3 separate regions of the Sus scrofa genome follow, and all the other regions are linked to region 2. Evidence: chromatin contacts called from public Hi-C and HiChIP or PLAC-seq data. All regions are on one chromosome and are shown on one strand. Each heading gives the region's core, a stretch centred on a gene start, on an enhancer-like site or on the middle of the called end of the contact. The rest is flanking DNA. Distances are from core to core; before and after follow the strand shown. Region 1 has its middle 180 kb from the start of KCNMB2. Region 2 overlaps LOC106505748 (a long non-coding RNA gene). Region 3 has its middle 130 kb from the start of KCNMB2.

Region 1 (4,476 bases), core at 1,781-4,280, 940 kb after region 2:
CTGGGTCATATGATAGTTCTATATATAGTTTTCGAAGGTACCTCCATACTGTTTTCCAGAATGGTCATACCAATGTACATTCCCAACAGTGCAGGAGGGTTCCCTTTTCTCCACACCCTCTCCAGCATTCATTTGTGACTTATTAATGATGGCTACACCATGCTATCTTATTTTTAAGTCTCATCTACCCAGTCTTCCTTTAGCAGGGAGTACCTCTCACTGAGAATATTTCAACATTCAGGCAAGACTTGCGACTAATCATGATTTGCTGAATCATGAATCTTGTTTCTTTTCTATACAATCTTTCATATTTACTAGGTTTTAAATGTGCCTCTAGAACTCCTTACCATTGGGTCATTTACTGGTCTTGATGGGATATAGAGATTACTATCAATATGAAGTAATTACCCATGGGTATACCTCAAGGTTGTTTACCTGGCAATAGGAAGCCGGTCTCTCAAAATGATGTCAAAGTGAGATATAATTTTAAAGCATATTTGATTTAAGTAAAACCACAGACTGATCTTCTTCTTTCTTTCTCTTCATCAAATACCACACAATTCATATCCTTGCACCTCAACTGTTACTTCCCCACACACATATATACCTTGAAATAATTCACTGCATCCTCAGACTAGGTAACAATGGATGCAGGGCATGACCCAAAGTGCGTGACATGTTTGTCTTGATCCTCTACCATCGACATTTTCTCTTCTTTTCTTCCATATTATCACCCAAAGGTCTCAGAAAACAATGCATTCTGATCCTGACCCCTATACAGCCATCTCACCAAAGTTTCAGTTGATGCTAAAATTTAAATCACAGACAACAGCATCCACTACTACTCAACCCAGAAGAATCTATATTTTACAAGTATCAAATCTTTTAGGCAAAAGGGAAAAATCCATCATGGTGATTGTGGCTTTTTTTATGGAGATTGCCAACCTTATTGTCATCTTCTACAGGGCAGGCTCTTTCCCAACATCCCAATGATTCCAAAGGGGCACTAGAGCTTGATCCCAAAAAATGTCCAAAAGAAGAAAAGATCTTACTTTCTAACCTGAGAGTTAGATGACAAAGAAAACACATGAATCTCCCTTTTTTGCCCTACACACTTACAGGGTGCCCATTATAGGCCAATCACTCTACTAATTCTCCCTTATGTGCTAGCTGATGTATCTCATATTACTCTTCCCTCAAATCCTATGGTAGAGGTAAGTTACTCCATTGTAGTTTTTCAGAACCATTGCAGGCTTTGAATGCCAGAGTTGGAAATGTAATCCAGAATGGTTCTCAACCCTATATTCACTAATGCCACCTCTAAGTATACTCGTGGGTTTCTCTGTTGATATCCTTGCATCTGAAAAATCTTAGCACTATCTTCCAATAGTATTTGCTCTAGACTCAAATTGCCTGGGTTCAACCCCAGCTAAACTGCATGACTCTGGACAAGATACCTAACCTCTTTGAGCTTCGGATCCCTTTTTCATATGAAAGGAGTGATTGTTATACCTACTTTATGGGCTTGTTGTGAAGATTGAGATAAAACCACATGAAATGTTTAGTATACAGAGGCTCAAAATTTAGCATGACCATTACCCCAAGGTCAGAAGTGTAAGGATAACCTGACCCCCTTGCTGTACAGTGGGAAAATTAAAAAAAAAAAAAAAAAAAAAAAGTTTTATCATACAAACAAAACAAAACAAAAAAAAAAAACATCTTTTCTAGCCTTCACACTTTGTCTTCCACCTCTAAAACACTTGCCAGGTTAGTTTCAGAAGCAGGCAGATGTTTTTCAAAAGGGAAAAAGATCTTTACCCAGATGATAGATAAGTTTCAGACTCATGATGTAAATAAAGACTTTAGATTGAAGGTATTTGGGAAAATAAAGGAAGCTGGAAAAGTCTCCTATGAGCTATCAGAGACAATTATTGAAAATGCTATTAAAAAAAAAAAAAAAGAATCGAGGAGTTCCCGTCAAGGTGCAGCAGAAACAAATCCGACTAGGAACCATGAGGTTGCGGGTTCGATCCCTGGCCTTGTTTAGTGGGTTAAGGAGCTAGAGTTGCCATGAGCTGTGGTGTAGGCCACAAATGTGACTCGGATCTGGTGTTGCTGTGGCGTAGGCCAGCAGTAACAGCTCGGATTCGACCCCTAGCCTGGGAACCTCCATATGCCGCGGTGTGGTCCTAAAAAAAAAGAAAAAAAAATTTTTTTAATTAAAAAAATATAAAAGAATAAAAAAAAGAATCGAGCAATAAATTGAGACTGTTTGGAATTTTAAAAAAATCAATAGAATATAGCTTTACATGTTCCTTTAACTTATTTTTTCCAAGACTGGGAAAAAAACAGATTGTTTCATTTCCTTTATTATCGCTTACACTGTGTGGGTACACCCAGAGGAGAAATGTGCCGTGTGTAGGATGAGGTTGAAGAGAGCAGAATGAAAAGAATAAACTGGATAGAAGGTTAGCCAGGAAGCATTCAGCAAAGGCCGCACATATTCTGCAATTTGAATTGAGTACAAAGAGATATAGTAAGACATGTTGTACAACTGTGAGCCTCGCAAAACAGAATTATGAGCTGTATTTCATTATTGACCAAGAAGAGCAACTAGCAAGGCTCAGCGACTGTTTTGGAATTAATAAATGTACCAAAAAAACCTAAACCTCACTTTTCAGAGAATATCTGTGGCATTAGATTTCTGTGTGAAACTTTGGGAACCATTGGTATATTGCTATATTAATATAATATTAAATTTCTAGTGTTATTCGAATGTAAAATAACTACTACTTGTATACTTTTAGGGCTTACCATTCATGTTCATGTGCTTTTGGTCAGTTAATCCTCAAAATTACCCTATTAAGTCAATATTAAAATATCAATTTCAAAGACATAGAAACAAAAATTGAGAAAGGTTAAATAATTTGCTCAAAGTCTCAAGTAATTTAAGGCAGAGACAGGACTCAGGGTTAGATCTTAAGGCTTAAATCCTGTTCTATTTCCAGTAATGACAGCTGTGACTAAGCAGGAAAAGAACGTTTGAGAATATATAGCAGCTTTCTTCCAAGGAGTATGACTGTGTTATAGGCACAGTCTCATTTCTCTCTCAGTATTTCAGAAGGGAGGCAAATTACTGCATTTCCATTTTGCAGCAGTCTTTCCTGTTTCCCTTCACATTAGACACCAAACAATGTATGCTGTTTTAAAAAGAATGCACAGTGTATAGATCCAATTAAACTGAATGATCCTTTTGTCTATTGCTTATGGATCAAGCCAAATGCTCCTAAATGGCTGAAACAAGCAGTAGACAAATTGGTCCCCCATACTGCTGTTATTGACAATAGTCACCTGCTGAAGGGATGTAGCTCTGACCTGCTTTAATTACTTGGCATCTGATCCTGCCTCTATTGTCAAAGTTCTCCAGGAGGAGGAAGAGATCATGGCTAAGTTTTAAATGACTTTAATAAAACAACAACTGTAATCTTTCAAAAATGCGTAAAAAGGTGAAGATCATTAGGGAAATAAAACTCAAACAGAATTGGTTCAGAAACATTTGAAGACTCTGCAGTTAATGAGCAAACATGCAACAAAAGCCAATCAGAGTGATCTTTTTTGTGTATTGGAGAGAACTGCTTCTCATCTCTGAATCCAATTCCCCCTCTCTAAAACAAGGATCCCGATGTCTATTTGCCTTGTGGAGCTGTGAAGATTAAGTGAAAGCATATGTGGTAGCTAGTAAATGTCCTCTTTTTTGTGCGTTTCTTGATACTTGGGCTCATAATTTGAGGATATTGTCACTGAATTTCAGCCAAATGCCTTGATATGACTATAAATTTTTCTCCTACAGAAGTTAAATGCTCTAAAATGCTACACATCATGGGGGCCAAGAGTATAGGGAGTTTACATTGGTGCTGATGATAATTTTTCATTCTGATTTTTGGAGTAGAGACTGTGGCATCCAGAAAAGATTTTTATAATCTCTCAGTGCCTTGGTATCTAAGATTCTTTGGATCTCTGAAAGCCATGAGTGTTTATATCTAAATAAGAATCTGAAGCAGGCCTAGAGATTCTGAAGCCAAAGGAATCAGTTTTCTTCTATTTAGTCTCCACTAGGAACAGAGGAGTGCAGCAAATCTCTGCCAAATATTCCCTTTCCCCAGATAATGCAAGAAAAGCAGAAAAATCAGTGAACATGATCCTGATACCTGAACAATGACTTTAAGTAAATGTCAAAGTGAGATTGGCATAGAAACTGTGAAAAAAGGGATACTCTTATAACTAGAGTTTTTCCCCAAAAAACACACTTTGAAACATGAAGTTAAAGCAATGAGTTTGTAATCACAAAATAAAAATTTTATGCCAAAAGCATAGCGTTAAAGGCTAGAAGTACTGAGAATGAGAGGAAATTTAAACAGAATTATATGTTTTTTAGTTGTCAAGATACATAAGCTTTCATCAGATTACATAAACAGT
Region 2 (4,689 bases), core at 607-3,106:
TTTTTCACTTCCAGTTTCAAAATTCTCTAAGACTTCTTATTGGACTAAAAGTGTCAGCTCTTCACTTCTGGACCAATCCCACGTGGCGAAGTGGGGGAGGAGAGGATTTGGGAAAGGGCTGGGAATAATCCAGTTTAGGTCAGAGGCACATTCCTTGCCCTGCCCCCACTTGCACCAGTAGTAAAGGCAGCAAGAGAGCTCTTCTCAGGGATATGTGAGACCAGCGAGAGGAGAGGGGGGAGAAAGGGAGGGGGAGAGAGGGAGAGAGAGAGAGAGGGAGAGGGGGAGACGGGGAGAGAGGGAGCGGGGGAGAGAGAGATCAGGGAGGCACCGGGCTCCACAAAGCGGGGAGAGTGAGTAGGGGGTACAGGGCCAGCACTTAAGCCGACCGCTTTTTCAGAACCATCACAGCGACTCTGGCCTGACAAGTAACACTACTGAGGGCAAAAACTGGAATATTTGAAGGCGGGTGTCCCTTACGAAATCCAGCTTTCATTTAATCCTCAAAACAGTGACTGTAGGGATTACAGCTACCCCGTTTTTACAGATGAGGGATACAGAGAGGTTAAGCACTCTGTCCATACTTAAACAGCTAATAAGGGTCAGAACAGGACTGGGAATCAGGCAGCGCACAGCCAGTGTGCGGTGTGCCCCGCAGGGGGCTCCCACAAAGAACTCCTTGGGTTTGTGTGTAGGGGGCGGAGGAGAGGGTGGCAGGAGTTCCGAGGAGGATCAGTCCGTCCCTGGGATTTAAGGCTGAAATTCTGCGTCGTCCCTGGGCTGTCTAGGAAGGTTTCAACAGGTCTAGGAGAGGGAGGAAGGGAGCTGCGCCAGCGGGTAGAGGTCTGGGTGCCTAGTCCCAGAGTTGCGCCTGCTAAGGCAGGTGGGCGAGGGGATGCGGGGGAAGGAGAGCAGGCAGAAGCTGCGGGGCCAGAAAAGAAGGCCTAGGCCCAGTGGGGAAGGCCACGCCCCAGCTGGGAGTGCTCCTCTCCAGATCTCAGCCTCTGAACGCAATTCCATTTAAGGGCAACCTTGCCCGATTCACACCTAGCCTTGAAGATTACAGACCGCCCTTTGGTCAATTTGCAGGGTGAAAGCGGGAACCTACCACCCTACACCTGCAATTCCAGCGCCATAAAGGAAGCCAGACATGTCCTATAAAATGTCACCATCGCTGAGGTGCAGTTTCCAAGGGGGTATCCGGTAGAGGGAAATACTCCGCAGCTGGCGACCCTCGAATCTGCGAATTCACTGCAGCGGGGGAGGAAGGCTCCAGTACAGAGTGGGGGAGGGGGCAGGAATCTTCTTTCTTGCCCTCTGCTCCTCGCTTGGTAATCAGGCTCGGCCACGTGACTAAAGCTTGGGGTAGGGGTAGGGGCAGGGGATTGCGGCCTGAGTAATTTTTGCCAGAGGGGTGTTTGACCAAACATAAATAGTGAAGGAACTAGAGTTGGGAGCCACGATGGGGCTGGGCTGCAGAGACCCCGACGCCGCTGCGGAGCCAGAGAGCCTGAGCGCTGAGCCGCTGCCGCCCCTCCCCCAGTCCAGCCCGCGAGCTCATTTTCGCTTGGCCGGTCCCCGCGCTGCCGGATGGATCGCGCCCCACCCCCGCTTCTCTGCTCAGTCATTCAGACTTGGAAAGTCAATAACACGCTGACATCATCAGGGGTTTGTGTATTATTACAAGGCTACTTTCCAGAGTACCTGGCATTATCTAAGAGAGGAGCACTCTGGCTGCCTAAGGAAGGGCCCGGGTTGTGGGCCTCGGGAGGGGCGGCTCTCCAAGCCAGGCCTTTTCCTCCTGGGGGAGCATCTTCAGGGCACCGATTAGAAACAGAGTATGTGCTTTTGCTGCACTAAATGCAGATGCACTTTAGATATCAATACATGCTTTATTTTGGCTGGGGGTGCACCTATAAATCATTACTAAGTGACCTCTATTTCTACCAAAGACATCCACTTGGTCTTTAAGAAGCATTTTTAGTGATCCTCCCAAAGGAAAAAAAGGCATGTTTTATGACAGGAAGCCAAAGGCTGACTCTTTTGAGACTCTTGGGGTTTGTGTGTGAGTCTCTATTATGTAATCGCCATCACGGGTGATTAGGTCTTCTTTTTCCCTCCAGGGCTGGCTTGGGTGGTTTGGTTGCTGTGTTTTTCTTAAGCCTCTTGCGGAGCAAACACACACATAAAAAAAATCCCAGATTTATGGTGCTAAACTGCTCTCCAAGCAAATTGCCTTGAAGAGTGTCTCGTTTTGAAGGAGAGAAATAGATGAATTTTTTTGTTAATTAAGACTCCTTATCTTCCTCCTCTGGCATTTCCTTTTCTAGAATGAGTTTTTAAAGTAATTTTATATATTTTAGATATTTTCTTCCTTCTCTCCTGCTGTAATGGTACTTGTAATGGCTTTAAATAACTGATTGTATAGATTACTGCACTTTTGTTCTGTTAATACAAACACCCCGCCCCCTTCAGTTAAAATATGTAAAACTCAGTAACTTCCACAACATGGTACCTTTTAAGTTTGGCCAAACAGGCTATATGGTTTTTTTTTACACACACAAGGCTGATCTCATTGAAAATCTCCCATTATCTTAAATTGCAAAAAATACACTCAGTGGGAAACTGGTGGCTACCTGGAAGATCGCAAGGGGAGTGCCTTTCTTCACTGGCCTGATCTCATCCTCTGTACCTAAGGCTGGGAGAGATCAGGGATTGATATAAAAGTCTCTAGGGCTCCCCAGAAGAAAGCAAAGCAGCCATGTTTCTCAACAATGTAACACCTTCCCTCTATGTACTTGATCATTTCAGGAGAATTTGTAGTCAGTTGTAACCACTTCCCTCCAGGTGGTCTGAGGAAAAATTCCCCACCAGGTTTGCACTTCTAAAATCACCTTTGCAAGCCTGCCCAACAACCCTCCTACCCCACCTCCAGTTTTACCCTGGAAATTTCTGAGGTGCAGGCAGCTGACAAGGTCCAGTGTACCATCCTTCCAAGGTGGTTCAGTAGGTTTTGTTCTGTGAAGCTAGAAGCTGCTAAAGGGGGTTGGGAGAGTGGGGTGCATCACCAACCAGTGCACTGTTGACTTAGGGGCTTTCCCTTAGTTCCTTAGAGAAGACTGTGCAGACCAGAGAGTTTGTTCCTTTGGTAGTTAAGATGAGGAGTCTCTCAAATATCTAAGCACTTCTCTTTTCTTGCCTGTTGTTCCTCTGGCCTGTGCCCAAGCCTCTTCTTCGTATGTGACCCATGTAGCGGTCTTTACTATATAAGGATATCAGCCATCTCATTCTAGATGTTGAGCTTTGATAGCTGGCCACTAACTTCCTAACCTGGAGCTTCTACCTAAGCAGGGAGAACAAAGGTCACAGGACCACTTGGGCAGAAGCTCCAGGACAGGAAGCTGGTTGTCAGCTGTTAAAGCTCCAGAACTAGGTGCCTGACACCTTTGATGAGCAAGGAGCCTATGCTGGCCAGGGAGAGGAGAAAATTTAGTGCAATGGAACTAAGCTGGGGAGACCAAGAAGCAGGATTCTTGGTCCTAGAGAAGCTTGGTATGTTCCCAGAGGCAGATACAGAAACAACAGCTGGAGAGCATGCTCTCTGCTCAGAGCTGAGGGCCTTTGCTGGGTTGGTCCTTGTGTGCTGGGGCAGGGGGGCAGGGAGAGGAACTCTGTGTGACCTATGGCATCTGGTTGCTCATCTCACAGATGCCCCTTCAGGAAGTTTGGTGGCGTAATGGGCCTTGCAGGAATGACATGATAGTTCCCAGTTCCTCTAGGGAAAAGAGGTCAGCTTCCAGGCCTTTACTGCTAAATATCTGTCAGCTGTTTAGAATTGGGTGCATTTTAACTACAGGCTGTGTCTTTTCAGATAGTAATGTGAAAATTCCCGAGATTAACATCATTTATCAAGCCCTAATTTGATTTAGAAAAGACAGCATCTTCACATAGACCCTTTACCTTGATGAAAAGACCACAGCAATGGTTAAAATATCTGTGGGCAAGATTTCTAACCCATTGCTCACTAATGTTTAAAAAAATTAGAGAAATAAATTGCAAAAGTCCAATAATACAATCACAATTTTCTTATTACTAGAGTCAGAAAATTATATTCGCAAAATTACTGTCAAACTACTATACATGTTTCTAAATGTCATTATCAGTTGCTATATGCATCTCATTTGGAATGTAGCAAACAGTTCTTAGATCTGGGTTGCACTTTGAGTAGCACTGAACAGAGATGGCACATTGGAGGTCTAAGGGCTAAATTCAGCTCATATTTGCGGGTAGGTTGGCCCAAACAGTTTTTAAAGATATTTTCACATAAAAACCCACCTTTTCTGGAAAAGTGAAAACCTTCCAGCAATGCAAGCCATGTCAACAGGTAGAGCTGAAATTGTCCCTTTAACCCAGACACAGCTTGCTATTGGCTACAGTTCCAATCTACTCCTAGGCAGGGTCACTCATTTGAGCTACCTGCTTGGCTGCAAAAAGCATTCGAACCTATATTCTCCTTCTAAAGATTTCCCCTTGAAATGGGCTTCATGGGTATTTTCCTACCCTCTCACAAGGAGAGACCACTCTACAAAGCCAGAGGACCCCAACCAGGGGAGTGTGGTTCTGAGACTAGGGGCTCTGGTGTTAGTATAGAACTTCTGTGAATCCTTGGGTGCCCTAAACCTTCTCTCT
Region 3 (4,316 bases), core at 1,051-3,550, 990 kb after region 2:
CTGCTTGTGTGGAACAGATTAATTATACTCACATAAGGAAAAAGAAAACAACATTAGCATGACATTTCCTCATTTTAAGACTTACTTTTCATATGCGACTGTCACCTTTTAGGGGTCAGTGCAATTCTAAAAGATTTCAGCTGATGCACAAAAAAATTGTCTGTGGGTTCAGTTAAGATGTGTTAAAACTAATACACTTTTTTTCCTTTACCTCACTCTGTGTGATAAGACACTAATGAGTTACCCTGTGGGTTGTGGATATTCCATTTCCGATCATCCTCTTACCATCACTCTAAACATTTACATATAGAAATTTTGAGATCATCAGGTGTTCTTTTAAACTGCAGCTAATTCTTCTCACTTCCTAGGGAAGGGTCCCATCCCACCCTGGAATAGCCCACAATATGCTTTATGGGTAGTTATGAGAGAGTGAAAGGCAGAGATCCAATTCTCAGTTATGGACAAAGAAAAATTTATTTTAAAAATTAGACCAAGAAGTTAAGGTGGGATATGGGGAAGACAGCAGAGGAGAACTGGGGAAGTCATACAGCAAAAATAGAAAGCTTCCCTAATAAAACTCATGCACAGATGTACAAGGTCAGATTCCAGAGGGAAAAATTCACTAGAAAAAAATAAATTGTTTGGGGGGGGGAGGTAAAAAACGTCCTCTACACAGACAAATCGGGTCAAAATAAAATCAGGAGAGGAAAGAGCTAGCAGGTCTTTACACACTAGAAAGCCTAAATTAGCTTTCAGTCTTGGAGAATGTACACTAACAGATGCCAGGTTCAACAGAAATGCCTCTGGCAACAGCAGAAACACTAACAAAGGCAACCTGCAGCTGAGAAACAAATGGCCAGGACATCAAACAAAGAAGCACATCCTCTCACATAAGCATGTTCAAAAAGACCTATGTTTGTACCCTGGGATATCACAGGAAATTTCCACATGAAATCTTCCTTCATGACATCTATAGAGCTGCCACAAACCAAACCTCTGTTTTAGGTCCTACAACTATAAACAAGATAAAAATTAAATAAAACGTGTATAGCACTTGAAGCTACATAAACAAAATTTAAGCTTAAACTTTATTTAACCTGCCCTAGGATGATTTTTCTTACATACTTCAAGGAACAGGGACATACGTGCAAAAGAATTTCATTTTCTGGGAAGAAAATAAGATATTTGGGGAAAAAAAAAAAGGATCAAGTGTCTTGTTCATTTGTACAATCAAGTATTAAAAACCACCTACTATGCACATGTTGAGCTCTGTGTTGGCCACTGAGAATACAAATCTATCCTATTTTTTAAATGACTCCTCTTGCTACACTCTATGTTAATTGAATCTAACTCAGAATTTGCATTCAGTTTGGAGTCCCAGGTTCTGATAAACCAGCAGGGGAACCAGGAAGGTTGTGAGAATAGCATCATGGGAGGAGCAGTTGTAGGAATAAGAACAGGCAGTTTGGAGATCTTATAGGCACTTGATTTCTTCAAACATTTTAAGAGCTGACTTGTCAAAAAGAGGGTAGATGTGTGCTACTGGGCTCTAGAGGACAGAACCAAAGAAGTTACAGGGAGAAATATTTTGATGTGATGAAAATAAGGAGCAGAATTGGCTGCCTTAGAAAAGTTTGAGCACCCTGACTCTGAAAATACTCAAATAGAAGTTGAATTACCATCTTATTAGTGATATCATAAGGGGGGAGGCTTTCAGCTCTTGTATAAAGTTAGATTAAATCTATTAATCTGAGATAACAGTGATAGTGGCTTTGGAAGAATCAATCTTATTGATTCTTTTTATATTGAAAGTCATAAGATCAGCATTTTGTAGCTTTAAAATTATGCTTTATTATCTATATTGGGAATTTTTACTGATAATATTATGAAAAGGTGGGTGCATGGGAAGCAATAAATATGCTCACTTTGGGGGATTAAGGGTAGAGGAGGTGTCTTTAGTTCCTTAAGTTCCCAGCGGAGTCTAAGTCTCGGAAATGTCTTTTAAAAGTCTAATTCTTCTACTTGTGCCACAAGTTTCACTCTGAACAAATAAAGGTATCAATGGTGTATCCCCAGGTGCAGGCCTAAAGCTCCTTAAAATTAGGTACAATGTGGTCACTGAAGGCACACTGCTTTTTAGACAGAAAGAGTTCATTACCACTGTTTGGCCATGAGATACATGTTTTGAGTATCTTATGGCCAAGTATGCATCGTTTATGTGAATGTGACCTATTTTAATTGAATGTCTGGTCAGCGAGTAGTTATTTTGGTCCTGAATATTACAAGGCCGTTTATGGAGGCTATCAAATTGCTTTCCAACTCTGTTCAAGCAGCAGTTGTTATAGGATTAACTGGATCAACAGAGTATAGAGAATCTGAAGATGAATCAGAATTGGATTCCTCTTCTAGATAATCTTTATCCTTTTTGGAATAATCCAAAAAACTTTAATACTCCTGCTTCTCCTTACAAGAGTTAGTTCTTTAACACTAAGATCTTTTTTACTGATCTGTTGAAGTTTTTTTTTGTTTGTTTTTTGTTTTTTTTTTTAGCATTTTAGGTTCTTCCTATAATTGGATAACTTAACATTACAGTGGAAAAAATATAAATGGGTGATGGGGTAAGATAAAATATTATCTCTCAGATATAAGTATAGCTTAGAACTATAATATTTGGACAGTGCAATACAAAGTATAAGAACAGACTAATCTGAAATAGAAGTATATGGGAAAATTTAGAAGTATGTGATAAAGAGGTACCCCAATAAGTGGTATTGGGAAAACTGGTTAACTCTTTGGGAAAAAAAGTTAGATTCCTGCTTTTTCTCATTATATATTTTACCAAGATATATAAAGAGATTAAACTATACTGATAGTAGGAGAAAATACATTTTCATTTTAAATGATGACACCATTGTAGGCAAAGTCTTTCTAGGCATGACTCCAAAAGCAGAAACCAAAGTAAAAGACTGATAAATGCAATTATCTAAAAATTAGAACACCCCACATAACAACAAAGGAAAAATAATTAAATGCAAACATACACTAGGAAAAGTATTTGCAACATACTTAAGGTAAATATACAAATAGCTCTTAAAATGAATATGAAAAAGAGAAAAACATAGCCCCTCCCCCACCAAGTAGCCCTAGGACATGAAGAAGTACTTGTAAGGAAGAAATAAAAATGGCCTGTATGCATTTTAAATGTTTAGGCCCATTAATAACAAAATAAACCAAAATTATAAAGGCAATAAAATCTGAGTTATCTATTAGAATGGAGAAAAAAAGGATAATACCTAATATCCAAAAGGTGAAGAAATAGAAATGTTCCTATTTTGCAGGTGGGATTATAATTTTAAAAATATCAATCACTTAAACAATTAATTTAAATGTTTAAAAACATTTCTAGCATGCAGATTGCAAAATATATTGGATCAATTAATATGTGTATATCCTTTGACAGAAATTTTCTTTCTAGAAATTTATCCTAAGGGAAAAAATTAGATGTACATAAAAGAATAAAATGAAATAGCATTCATTAAAGATCACAATGTAGGAATACATTATTTTCATCAAGTATTTATGTGATTTCCAATAATTTCCTGTTTTAAAGGATACTATAATAAATTTGCTTCTACATATTTTGATATATTTATGGAGTTTCTTTCCTTAGGTGAAATTAGCCATCCCATGCCCTTGCCTTTTCTAGACAAAGATGTCTCATTTGCCTCACACAAATTCCAGATCTCCTCTTGAATCTGTCACTGAGGATTTCTCCACTCCTTCCTACCTTCCATCCCTTTCTCCCATCCCTTCCTCCCTCCCTCTCTCTCCCACTCTCTCTTTCCTTTCCTTCCTTCTATTTAAAATGGCCTAATCTGAAATTAATGGTGCAACTACTGTGCTAACTAGTGCACACCCTGAGCCACAGCCATCAGATGGAGAGCCAACAAACCAGTTCAACCACATGTGCAAATATAGGTGAAACACCTCTACCAGCATGTCTGCCATCACTTTGGATCACTTAAAGGGGCATTTGAAAACACATCTCCATCCCCCACCTGACATCCCCAACAATAAGAGCCTTCCAGATGAGTAGCTGCAGTTCCATATGTTGAGACACCATCCCTTAACGTTTTTTAAGTATCAATCCCTTAATGCTTTACCTTCAGATATAACTCCTAACTATCACTGGTAGGGCACTTGGAGGACTTGAGGAAAGTCTGACATGTAGGAAGATGTGACAAAAAGCTTACCTCTCCACACAATTCATAAAACATATTGCCTAATATTTAAGTCAGTTATCGTCACCCTTCCTT

The links. Hi-C and Micro-C count contacts between places; a contact is called where the count stands out from the background. HiChIP or PLAC-seq counts read pairs in DNA pulled down with a chosen protein or histone mark.
Region 1: a Hi-C map of skeletal muscle shows a contact between it and region 2, with 4 times the contacts expected there. The contact joins two enhancer-like sites. A contact is called at or near these places in 20 of 47 Hi-C or Micro-C datasets (adipocytes, alveolar macrophages, brain and 12 more) and 2 of 2 datasets of contacts at active chromatin or transcription factors (alveolar macrophages and skeletal muscle).
Region 3: an H3K27ac HiChIP or PLAC-seq map of skeletal muscle shows a contact between it and region 2, with 9 times the contacts expected there. The contact joins two enhancer-like sites. A contact is called at or near these places in 5 of 47 Hi-C or Micro-C datasets (embryonic fibroblasts, fetal heart ventricle, fetal skeletal muscle and 1 more) and 1 of 2 datasets of contacts at active chromatin or transcription factors (skeletal muscle).

The regions. Positions count from the first base shown.
Region 1 is chr13:116,564,696-116,569,171 of Sscrofa11.1, forward strand. No RefSeq gene overlaps it. Among named protein-coding and RNA genes, the nearest start is that of KCNMB2, 180 kb to the right of the region's middle. Within about 2 kb of position 3,031, at least 4 of the 83 cell types and tissues checked have an H3K27ac peak or open chromatin away from gene starts, as enhancers often do. A contact at or near this core is called in fetal skeletal muscle and skeletal muscle, where this site is marked.
Region 2 is chr13:115,622,900-115,627,588 of Sscrofa11.1, forward strand. The region is part of intron 1 of LOC106505748 (a long non-coding RNA gene); the gene reads left to right. Among named protein-coding and RNA genes, the nearest start is that of TBL1XR1, 140 kb to the left of the region's middle. Within about 2 kb of position 1,857, at least 77 of the 83 cell types and tissues checked have an H3K27ac peak or open chromatin away from gene starts, as enhancers often do. A contact at or near this core is called in fetal skeletal muscle and skeletal muscle, where this site is marked.
Region 3 is chr13:116,612,846-116,617,161 of Sscrofa11.1, forward strand. No RefSeq gene overlaps it. Among named protein-coding and RNA genes, the nearest start is that of KCNMB2, 130 kb to the right of the region's middle. Within about 2 kb of position 2,301, at least 2 of the 83 cell types and tissues checked have an H3K27ac peak or open chromatin away from gene starts, as enhancers often do. A contact at or near this core is called in skeletal muscle, where this site is marked.